Regions from separate parts of the Mus musculus genome. Here region 2 is linked to region 1. A link is a contact called in public Hi-C data. All regions are on one chromosome and are shown on one strand. The core of a region is the stretch at or near the end of the contact, and the rest is flanking DNA. Distances in the headings are between cores, read along the strand shown.

The links. Hi-C and Micro-C count contacts between places; a contact is called where the count stands out from the background.
Region 2: a Hi-C map of uterus shows a contact between it and region 1, with 3 times the contacts expected there. The contact joins two enhancer-like sites. A contact is called at or near these places in 4 of 484 Hi-C or Micro-C datasets (cerebral cortex, nephron progenitors, tail fibroblasts and 1 more).

What each region holds. Positions count from the first base shown.
Region 1 is chr3:133,756,500-133,761,791 of GRCm38.p6, forward strand. No RefSeq gene overlaps it. Among named protein-coding and RNA genes, the nearest start is that of Gm6135, 32 kb to the right of the region's middle. Within about 2 kb of position 1,707, at least 62 of the 459 cell types and tissues checked have an H3K27ac peak or open chromatin away from gene starts, as enhancers often do. A contact at or near this core is called in uterus, where this site is marked.
Region 2 is chr3:134,628,185-134,633,740 of GRCm38.p6, forward strand. No RefSeq gene overlaps it. Among named protein-coding and RNA genes, the nearest start is that of Tacr3, 200 kb to the right of the region's middle. Within about 2 kb of position 2,152, at least 49 of the 459 cell types and tissues checked have an H3K27ac peak or open chromatin away from gene starts, as enhancers often do. A contact at or near this core is called in uterus, where this site is marked.

The sequences.
Region 1 (5,292 bases), core at 457-2,956:
CTAGTGGCTTTACTCTTTAGGCAGCTGCTAGTGCGCTAACAGAAAACAACCATCACACATTATTTGCTTCTGGAAGTTTCCTTGACTTCTTGATATTTTAGAAAATTATACCAAATCAGGTGAGAATTAGTTCTAACGACATTATTTTTCTTAGTATTTTTTTCTATATATACACCAAGGGGGTGCGGGGGAGAACAAAGCCCAGTTTTTTTGTTTTGTTTTGTTTTGCTTTGTTTTACATATTAAAACAAATACATTAAAGAAGGCACAAGTAGGGCTGATATTGTTGTGTCAGCTCTTTGATGCTCTTATTTCACGTTCTTCCTAGATTTTCCATAGAAAAGTGGGGAGAATCATTACAGAAGTGAGCCAGAGGGCCGTGATGAAGCCCGCACGAACTTTCCTCAGTGTCAGGCTCCGATGTCCTCCACTGTTTCCACTCTGTCTGTTTTGACTTTGTAGGGTCACTCCCTGAGATTTTGCCTTCTAATGTCCCTGTTTCCGTTTGATTACAAACCCTAACTGTGCTTTTTCCTCACAATATAATCTGGAGAATTGTGCTTCAGGTGTAAGGCATACTCTAGACGCTTAATTCTATGGTGCTAACCAAATGACCTCTTCATTCATTCATTCATTCATTCATTCATTCATTCATTCAGATCTATGTGGGCCAGTGGTTGTTCTGTATGTTATAAACTTAGAAGGAATGAAGATGGGGGATCTTTGGCTTATCTCTTTCGTTCCCATTTCCCCTAGGTTGCTACACTTTTAGGCATTCTGTAAAAACCCAATGTAAATGCTGTTTTTTCCATAAAACCTGCAGTTACATACTCATAAAACTGTTCCCACAGTCCTCTATATTCCCATGACAGTACTGCTTCGGTCTCTTTTTGGTTATTTTCCTATGTGATGGTGCATTATACTGTCTAGAATGTGGGCTTATGCAGGAGGGTGACTGTGTCATTTTAATCTCTCCTCGCTATCAAGCTCCATGTTGCTCTGTTCAACTGGCTCCTCTCTGGCCACATCTTTTCTGGGCCGTCCATCAGTTATTCCAGACACCTTGCCATGTCTTGTCTTTGTAATTGTCTCTTCTAGACATTTTTGGCCAGACCCCTTTCACACCTTTATTACTTAGCTCCTGCTAGGAGGCTTAAATTCTGCATAATGACCTAGAGAATGATTATATTTTATACTGAGCAAGTCCTTAATTAATCTATTTAACAAATAAGTGAAAATTTAAAGGAAATATGTTTAGTTCTTATTACTTCTATAGTAAGTTTGGGATGAGACTATAAATGCTGAGAGCCGCTGCTGGCATTAACAAAACTGTGGGGAAGGCACACAAACACAGACCTGGCAACTCCGCTGCACACATGAGGTAATGCAAGCTACCCCTGGTCACTCAGTCCTTCTGCTTCTGCACTCCTTGTTGGTATAGCAGCCCCCGCCCCCACCCCTCTTAAGCTAGGGGAGAACAGGAAAAACACAACTCTCAACTCAAGTTAGATCAGGAAGTTGTGTGGCAATTTCTGGAATGTCAAGAATAAAAATAAGGAAGCAAGAATTAATCCTGCTAGCCTCGAATGAGAAGCTGTCACCGAGAAAGCTGTAACTTTCTAAATGAATCTAACACCTCTGAAACTCCCCCAACTATGCCAAGTGTTTACATGTTCTCTCAGAATGTGGCATCTACAGCGAGTGGTTTTGGTCGCGAAGCACACCATCTGCGTGATTACCCAGCCCTTGCGAAGAGTACTCTGAACTCAGCAGTTGTACAACAGACGCATTTAAAATATACAGTGTTCCCACTCCCATAGTTCAGAGCGGGTGTTAGAAAACAACCAGCCTCCTGGAGAACTCAGACTGCATCTGATGTTCTTCCAGACACCTTTCTGCCACCCTGCATGTAGTTCTGGAAGATAGCATTATCATAAGAGATTTACAGACCAAAGCACAGGTCAGCCTGACCTCCGGGCCATCATCAGCTGCAGTCACAGTCATTAGTGAGTCAATTGGTGTGAGAAGTGAAGTCAGATCGCTCCTCAGCTGTCATCCAAGGGGAGGTCTGTGTTGTCGGAGGAAAAACACACCCATAGCAGTCAGAGGGTGAATACTCCAGAGAAGGGACTAAGAGGACTTTCACTGTTAGTCAGCCGTGCCACCCACATAGTTCTCTTGAAAAATAACTTTAGGCTGTAGTTGCTGATGAAGTGCCAGAATCAAGACTGAAAAACTAGGAAGCTACTTTTGCAGTGACATTGGTGACTGCAGACCCACAGTTGTGAAAGAGGGACATCAAAGAGAACTCTTTAAAAAAAATGTGATAACGATGCTAAAGCAGAGCTCTCCACATTGATGGCTTCTGGCTGGGATCTGGGTAGGGAAGGACACAGTTTTCTTTAAGGGGCTGACCATTGGGAGTTTTATCATGCTCCAGTGAGTATACTGGCAACACAATTGAACTTGGTTTTGGTTTTGTTTGTTTTGCTTCTCCTCTTCCTTATCTTCCTCCTCCTCTTCCTCCTCTTCTTCTTCCTCCCTCATGTCAGTAAGAAAAATAAGAAAAATATCATAGTTTTCTTAACTCACACTAGGTCAGACACCAGCAACAAGTTTTGGGTGTGAAAAGTAAAAGTAATAATTAGAGAAAAAAAAGTCTTATGAGTACAAAATCAAAAGCAAACCAAAACCCCTAAATATACTAAAGATATGCACTGGATCTGGGAGCTGTTTCTTGGGCATAATAGACTCTACCTGTTCCAAATGGGCAGGGCACAAATAGAGCAGTCCTTCTCTAGCCATGGCTTTCAGTCTTAATATGTAAGTCACATGAGTCCATGATCATTAGTACATTTTAACCAAATTGTGTGTTATATGGACAGGATCTCTATATGAAAGATTTGGACAGGAAGTCCATACCCTAGAGTGACTTTGTCTTGGAGAGTCAGTTTAAGGACTGTGTTTGCTAGTTAGTAAATGAATGTTAAAGTCATATTTAACATAATGTAATATAATAACATTCCAGATTTGCAGCATGTGACATCACAGGCCAGGACTGTCTGGGAGAGCAGTAGAACTGGCTTTTCTGAGGCTGGCTCACAGAACACAGAGAGAAGCTGAAGGCTCAAGCTGGAGGGAGGTGAGAGTCTCATGTTCAGTGGAACTGGTGACATCTGAGAAACAAAAGAGAAAAGATGTTTGGGATTTTATACTTAGGAATTTGGGCGATTGAGTTTTGATTCTCAGTGAAACAATACTTGGTGGAATGTTTAATTACATCCAGGTTGCCCTGTGATCCAAAGGGCTTCTGGGTACACTTTCTCAGAAACTGAGATCAAATCTTGGAACAATTTGAAAGTTTATTTAGGCATTTGGGGGAAATTTCATCAACATTCAGCATTTCCAAGTTAATTAAATCAGTTTCTGAAAACAAGCAGGAAAGAAAAGGTTTGGGTTTTTTCCTTCTTCATGTCTGCGTGTCAGCATAGCTTAGGGACCCACCTAGCCACTGCAGCAATGCATCCCAGCAGGTTTGATGTTTCCCCTGTGCAGATCTTGTACTGGATAATGATCAACACCCATCATTTAATCTCATGATTAAAACAGCCACAATCAATATTAAGAAGAGGGTAAAGGAACATTGCTAAAAGTAGAAGAAAGGTATCCAGGACCTGGTGTGTGTGTGTGTGTGTGTGTGTGTGTGTGTGTGTGTGTGTGTGTGTGTGTGCATAATTCTTTCAGCTTTCATCAAATGGAAGATGTTTACAATGGCAAAGGCAATATAAAGTCAAAGACACAGAAGATACAAAGTATCAATTGTTAGGAAATTTTGACTAGTACTTATGGTATGGGAATAGAAGTTCCAGACAGCTTTGCTGACTAAGATTCTGACAGAATGCTTTTTTTTTTTTTTTTACCATGTTGTGGTTTCTGCTTTTGATGAGTGTTTTGGCAGAATTCTGTCAAGTACTGCATGCTAATTAATGTAGCTTAGTAGGAGGCAGTACCATAATTCTACCTACGATGAGAAAGAGTCATAACACAATGTGTTTTTGAGTATCATTTGGAAAACTTAATAATGAGATGGTTTGCAATACAATTAAAATTTAAGATGTTGTTTTTGGAAAAATTCATACTAATAATAAATTACAAAATTTTCTTGAGGTTTGAAAAACTTTTAAAAAAAATACCAGAATTTTCCTTATCTCATGTTCATGACATAGTTAATGAGACTAATGTTTTGGTGAGGAAGAAGTTGGGATATAAAGTGTATGAGATTTTTATAATGTTGTTTAAGCCGAAGGCAGAAATAAAGAGAACCTGCAAACCTGGTCTACTAGATCACACTTTTTCCTTATTCATTTTTAAATATTTATTTAACTTTAAAAATGTCTATCTAGAAGGCCATATGTAAAAGTTAAAAACCAAATTCAGTTTTATTTAAATATCTGGACCTCTAGTCATCCTACTGTGGGAATTCTTATCCCGGTCACACCCTTCCATAATCCTTTTTGCCATTTCCCCTCCCCTCCTCCTCTGAGCAGGTGGCATCTGGCCACCATGGTGAATCAAATCTCTACAGAGCTAGGCACATCCTTTCCCACTGAGGCCAGACAAGGCAGCCCAACAAGAAGTACATATTCCACATACAGTTGAAAGCTTTTGGGATAGTCTCCCTGCTCCAGTTGTTCAGGACCCACATGAAGACCAAACTGCACATCTGAGTGGGGAGGCCTAGTTCCAGCCCATGTATGTTCTTTGGTTGGTGGTTCAGTCTCTGATAGCCTCAAAGGTCAAGGTTAATTGACTCAATTAGTCTTCCTGTGGAGTACCAATCCCCTTTAGGGATGCAACCTTTCCTCCTGTTCTTTCATAAGAGTCTCCAAGATCCATCTTCTGTTTGACTGTGGGTATCTGTGTCTGTCTGAGTCAGCTGCGGGTGGAGCTTCTCAGAGGACAGCTATGCTAGATTCCCGTCTACAAGCATAACAGAGTATCATTGATAGTGTTAGTAATTAGTGTTTGTCCATGGAATGGATCTCAAGTGGGACTGGTTATTGGTTGGCAATTCCCTCACTTTCTGCTACATCCCCCATTCTGACATTTCTTTATTGATTTTCTATATAGTGGAGAATATGCATAGAGTAGCTTCAAAATAAGAAAAAAAGATAATTTCCAAGTTGCTTACTATGCCAGTGACTGATGATTAACTGTGGTGTTCAGTGGAAAAATATGGAAAATTAGATATCATAACTAATTCTTGATCAAGTCTCCCACTATTTAAAAGTT
Region 2 (5,556 bases), core at 902-3,401, 870 kb after region 1:
CTTGGAGGAATAAAGGGGGAAAAGAAAAGAAACATGTTAATTTGTCTTTTCTCAAACATGGAATACTCTGACTGTTACACAAATAGTAATTTTCTTTGTTATATGTTAAAAGTGTTAACAATTAGCCAGAGAATGGGAAGAAATGATCTGTGGGGAACTCTTAAGGGAGTGCGAATTCCAAAATTAATTTTAAACATCTATAATGAGGACAAGAATAGAGGAGAGACAAAATGAAAGGAAAGAGAAGGAGAGAAGAAATGAAGGAGGAGGAAGGAAAAAAAGCTAAAAGGAACAACTGATGCTTCCCGTTCACATCCGGGATGTCTGTCGGCCAGCTCAGGATGTCTGTCGGCCAGCTCAGGATGATTCCCTAGTCCAGAGCACCAGGTATGACCAATCCCATGTTTAAATAGGCCTGCTCCAATCCAGGTCTCTGCTAAAGGAAAGAATAAAACACTAGGAGAGAAATGGATCCTGTGGCTGACAAAACCACAAATATGCCACACAATTTCTATGAGCTATTAAATATGTAAAATTAAAGGAGGGGAGAGAGGTGGTGTTATCAAATCCATTGTATACACAAAAGTGAAAATTTCAAGAAATATATTTTAAAAATTCTTCTAAAAGGCTTTCAATACAAGATGGACAAGATCCCCCCCCCCGTGTGTGTTTGTGTGTGTGTGTGTGTGTGTGTACTTTTTACTGTTTTATATTTTTGTTTTTTAAGAAAGGAAAAAGAACATAAAGTTGGATGATGGTGGGGAATCTGGGAAGAGTTGGGGGATGGGAAAAATATGATCAATATATATTACATTCTGATTTTTAAGAGATAAAATGAATTCTAATTCCGTATTCAACAAAAAAAAAAAATCTTCAGAAAGTGACCATTTTAAAATAACATTTTACCATTGAGAAGAAGACATTGAAGAAATGATGTATGTTTCGAAATATTTTGAATTTAAAGACCTTTCACATTACCTAGCTAGGAGGACAGACAAACCGTGATTTTTTTTTTAAACAAATATCCACATATCATTCCCGTCTTCCAGACCTGGAAATGGATTTTATAGCTTGAGAGCATGACAGAAACATCTTCTGCTGGATTTAAAGGCTGGCTTCATGGTCGCATGAAAGAAGATTAGGGTGGGTGTGGGGAGAAGCAGGGCTGGACTTCCGTTCAAACGCCTCAACTATAAAAGATGAGTCATTGCTGCGGGTTAGTCAAGCTGACCCTTAGTGTGAAGGAATTGCAAAATGAAAAATAAATAACTCCACTGACTTAGAATATATGCCATTTCAGGGAGAGGGAGAGAGAGAGAGAGAGAGAGAGAGAGAGAGAGAGAGAGAGAGAGAGAGAGAGAGAGAGAGAGAGAGAGAGAGAGAGAGAAAGAACAACCCTTTGTGTTTGCTCTGCTAGGAAAAAAGAAAGAAACTGTGTATCTCTTAAGTGATGACTGATTATTTACCTATGAACGAGGCCATCCGTATCTTTATAGCTGTAGCTAAACACTATGTCCCTGTCATCAGTCTCAGCAAATGGAACAGCAGAAGCCCCCACAGAAGCAAGGGTGCAAATCCCTTTATCTGTCTTTGATTATATCTAAACGGGATGGTTAATGGGCCTTGTGCTGAAGCTTCTAGTAAATTGGCCATTTGCTTTCACGAACACATTCTGGAATAGCTTCCAGGAAAAGCAGGCAAATGAATTAATATTTACCTCTGTAGCCATGATTTCCCCCCATAGCTCCTCTTCTTCCCCTTGAGAATTATAGGAGAAAACGAAGAGCAACGAGTGCCACGGAGCCGCGATCTTCCAGTGCCACCTAGTGCTGCTTTTATTTCTGAACTGCGCTGGCAATTTTTATTAATGGCTGAGTAATTCCAGATGTTTTTGACTTACAAGACTGAAAGCTACTCAATCTTTATTCCACATGGAATGCTTCTCAGTAATAATTTCTGCAAATAAGAAAATGAAGGAAACAACACCCGGGCATCATGGAAGTTTGAAAGGGAACCCAGGCAAGATATCTTTAACTTTGTTTTCTGAAAAGTTGCCTTTTACAATTCTGAGCTCTTCCCAGGGGAACACTTTCTCCCGCTGTCAGCATTCGGTGGTTGCTTGCAGTTCTTTGTCTCGGGTTGAGTCTCCTTGAGTGTAGGGTGATTCTTCCACACTGGGTGTCGATTCCTTCCACTTAGGGTGTGGATTTCTGTTGTCAGCGCTCAGGTCATGTTTGGGCAGACGAGGGAGGAAAATGACGTAATTACCATAATCCCAAGAATGTTTTAAAAAATCAAATCGCTACCAAAAACTCAAGAAAATAAAAGCCATTTCTTTGATCTAAAAAAATACAGTTTGATCTATGAAAATAGCTATCTTAGTTCTCTAATTTGACAGAGTCCACTAATATTTAATGATTTTACTACCCAACCATCAAATAGCACAGATGAGAAATGTGAAAAACTCTGGCTGGTTGGTTTTCTTCTCTATTAAAATGAGGTTTTTAACCCTGCAGCATGCTAACCTTTGTTGTAAGGACTTTCTTCTCCGTCCATCTGTGTAAGTTCTGCTGCGGCTGACACTTTGTTCATGGGAAAGGAAAAGTGAAAATAAACAGCCTTTGAATGCAGTAGATGTGTGTGCGTGTGTGTTATGTAGGGTATGCAAGACATGTGTGCTGTGTCTGTGTGATGTGTGAATGTGGAGTATGTATATGTGTTATGTGGGTGGTATGTGTGTGTACATGGTGTGTTGTGTGTGTGAATGGTTTAAATGTGTTGTTTGTGGTGAATGTATAGGTGTTATATGGTATGTAGTATCTATGGTGTGTATACATGTGTGGTATGTGTGGCGTATTATGTGATATGCATGTATGTTGTATGTGAGTGTATTATATGTGGCATGTGTATGTCTATGAGTGTGTGGTGAATATGTGTGTGTGTGTGTGTGTGTGTGTGTGTGTGTGTGTGTGTGCGTGCGCGCGCGCGCAATGGAAGCTAGAATTCACTGAACCTGGACTTCGTAGAAAGGCTAGGATGGCTAGCCAACAAAACTAAAGGATGCTTTTGGTCCTGCCTTCTTGGTGGGGGAATGTATGTGTCACTGTGCCAGGATTTATGTGGGTGGTGGAGTGGTCATGTTTGTGGAGTCAGAACTGCCAACTTCTCTCACTTTCCCAAGAAGCCTTCTCCCTATCTTTGATTGTTGTGGACATTGATAATGCTGTTGCACAAGAAACTCAGCTCCACCTTAGTTTGACAGCATTATCTATGCTGAATTGCAAAGATAAAGGCACTTCCATAGCTACAAGATCTCCAAGTTATAAATTCAAATTCCAGGGTCTACAAGCAGGATGTAAAATTTTGGTTTAACATGCTAGTTAAACATTAAACAAAGTAAAGCTTCTGTGTGAAATGCAAGTGTGGAATGATACTTTGCAAAAGTGGTAACTCTTGAATCCTGATTGACAGTATTTTGACAGCACATTTCATCCTGTCAAAACTGACTGTGATTCGTGATGGATCAACTGAAAGAAAAAAAGAAAGGAAGAAGAAAAGAAAAAAAGTGAAGAATACATGGTATTCTAAAATTGATAACAGCTTATCATTTCTTTTAAAATATTCTTTTAAAATTAATTTATATTTTACACTCCATATTCAGTTCCCCAACCCCCCATCCAACTCTCTAACTCCTCCACATCCCACACCCCCTCCCCACCCCCCTGTCTCTGTGTGGATGTCTCCAACCTCCAACCCACCTGACTTCTAAAATCCCTGGATCCTCCAGTCTCTTGAGGGTTAAGTGCATCATCTCTGACTGAACACAGACCCAGAAGTCCTCTACTGTATGTGTGTTGGGGGCTTCATATCAGCTTGTGTATGTTGTCTGGTTGTCCAGTGTTTGAAAGATCTCAGGGATCCACATTAATTGAGACTACTGTTCCTCCTACAGAATCAGTCTTCTCCTCAGCTTCTTTCAGCCTTCCCCAGTTCAACAACAGCTGCTTCTGTCCATTGGTTGGGTGCAAATAACTGCATCTGACTCTTTCAGCTGCTTGTTGGGTCTTTCAGAGGGCAGCCATGATAGTTCCCTTTTGTTCTCTCTCTCTCTCTCTCTCTCTCTCTCTCTCTCTCTCTCTCTCTCCCTCTCTCCCTCCCTCTCTCTCTCTCTCTCTCTCTCTCCCTCTCTCTCTCATTCCACACACAGTCAAGACACACACACACACACACACACACACACACACACGGCTCTGTGTGTATGTTCCATAAATGTAGAAAAATTTTACTGAGTTAGAAAGCATAATGGAAGAGATAGAGTCCCAGCTGGACATGATTTTCACCAAAAGAAGTTTTTGATACTGGGATTTGGTTACATATAATTGAGTTGTTGGCCAAAGTAACCCCCTATCATGGGAATCTCCAAAAATGAGGCTGTTGCCAAGACTATAAATTGCTTTCCATAAACTCACAGTAAGGCCCAATTGCTGAAGACAACACCTATACAACTCATTCAACATAAGGATGTCCTAAATAGAATTTAGTGCCTAAATAGAATTTTCATCCCTATGTTCCAGTGTCGTTGATACAAGAATGTACTCTGCACACTATCAAAAGAAAAATGTAAACAACAAGCCAGCCACATACCCTTTATCTAAATGGTTTACTATTTGCATGTTAGGGCAACAGTGAAACAAAGCTTGGGAATAAACCAGTATTGAATTTGTCTTGAGGCACACTCCATGAGATAGAACCCATACCCAACACTGCCTAGGTGACCAGGAACCTATAGAAGAACCAAGTAATACTGGTCTAAAAAATAAGAAAAGAAAAATATATAGTGATAAATGACTCCTATTTATATTCTGGTATATTCATAGTTCAGTGACTTGTTCAGCTATCAACAGAGACGCTTCTCTCTGCAGGAGATGTGAGCAAACATACAAGACCCACAGCTACATACTAAGCACAGAGTAAGAAATCTTGGAACACTCTGCCCTAAAGAGGTTGTCTGCATCACATCCCTCCCCCTCAGAGCTCAGAGAAAGAGAAAGCAGAAAGAGTATCAGAGTCAGAGGGAATAGAAGATGGCAAAAAATAAATAAAAATAAAAATAAAAAATGAATAAGGCCCTCAAAATCAACATGAGCAAAGCCCATATGTACTCACAGAACCTGAGGCAGTATGTGCAGGGTCTGCACCAGGTCCTCTGCAGTCACTTTATGGCTTCCAGTTTAGTGTTTTTATGGGATTCCTGCATATCTGAACAAGTAGGTCTCTGATTCTTCTGCTTTCTCTTGGGATCTTTTCCTTCTGTTGGTTTGTCTTGTCCAAATTGGATGTCATAGTTTTGTTTTTTTTTAAATATTATTATATTTTCTTTTGTTATATTTTTAAGTGGATGGATGGATGCATGCATGGATGAAAACCTAACCACTAGGGTAAAGATTAACAACTGAACTCTCACTTATACCTGCTGGGAGAAGGAATACCAGTGTTCACGAATAGAGCAGCACTGGATATATCAACCACTCTAGGATAGGCTTTCTGTTCAGGAAC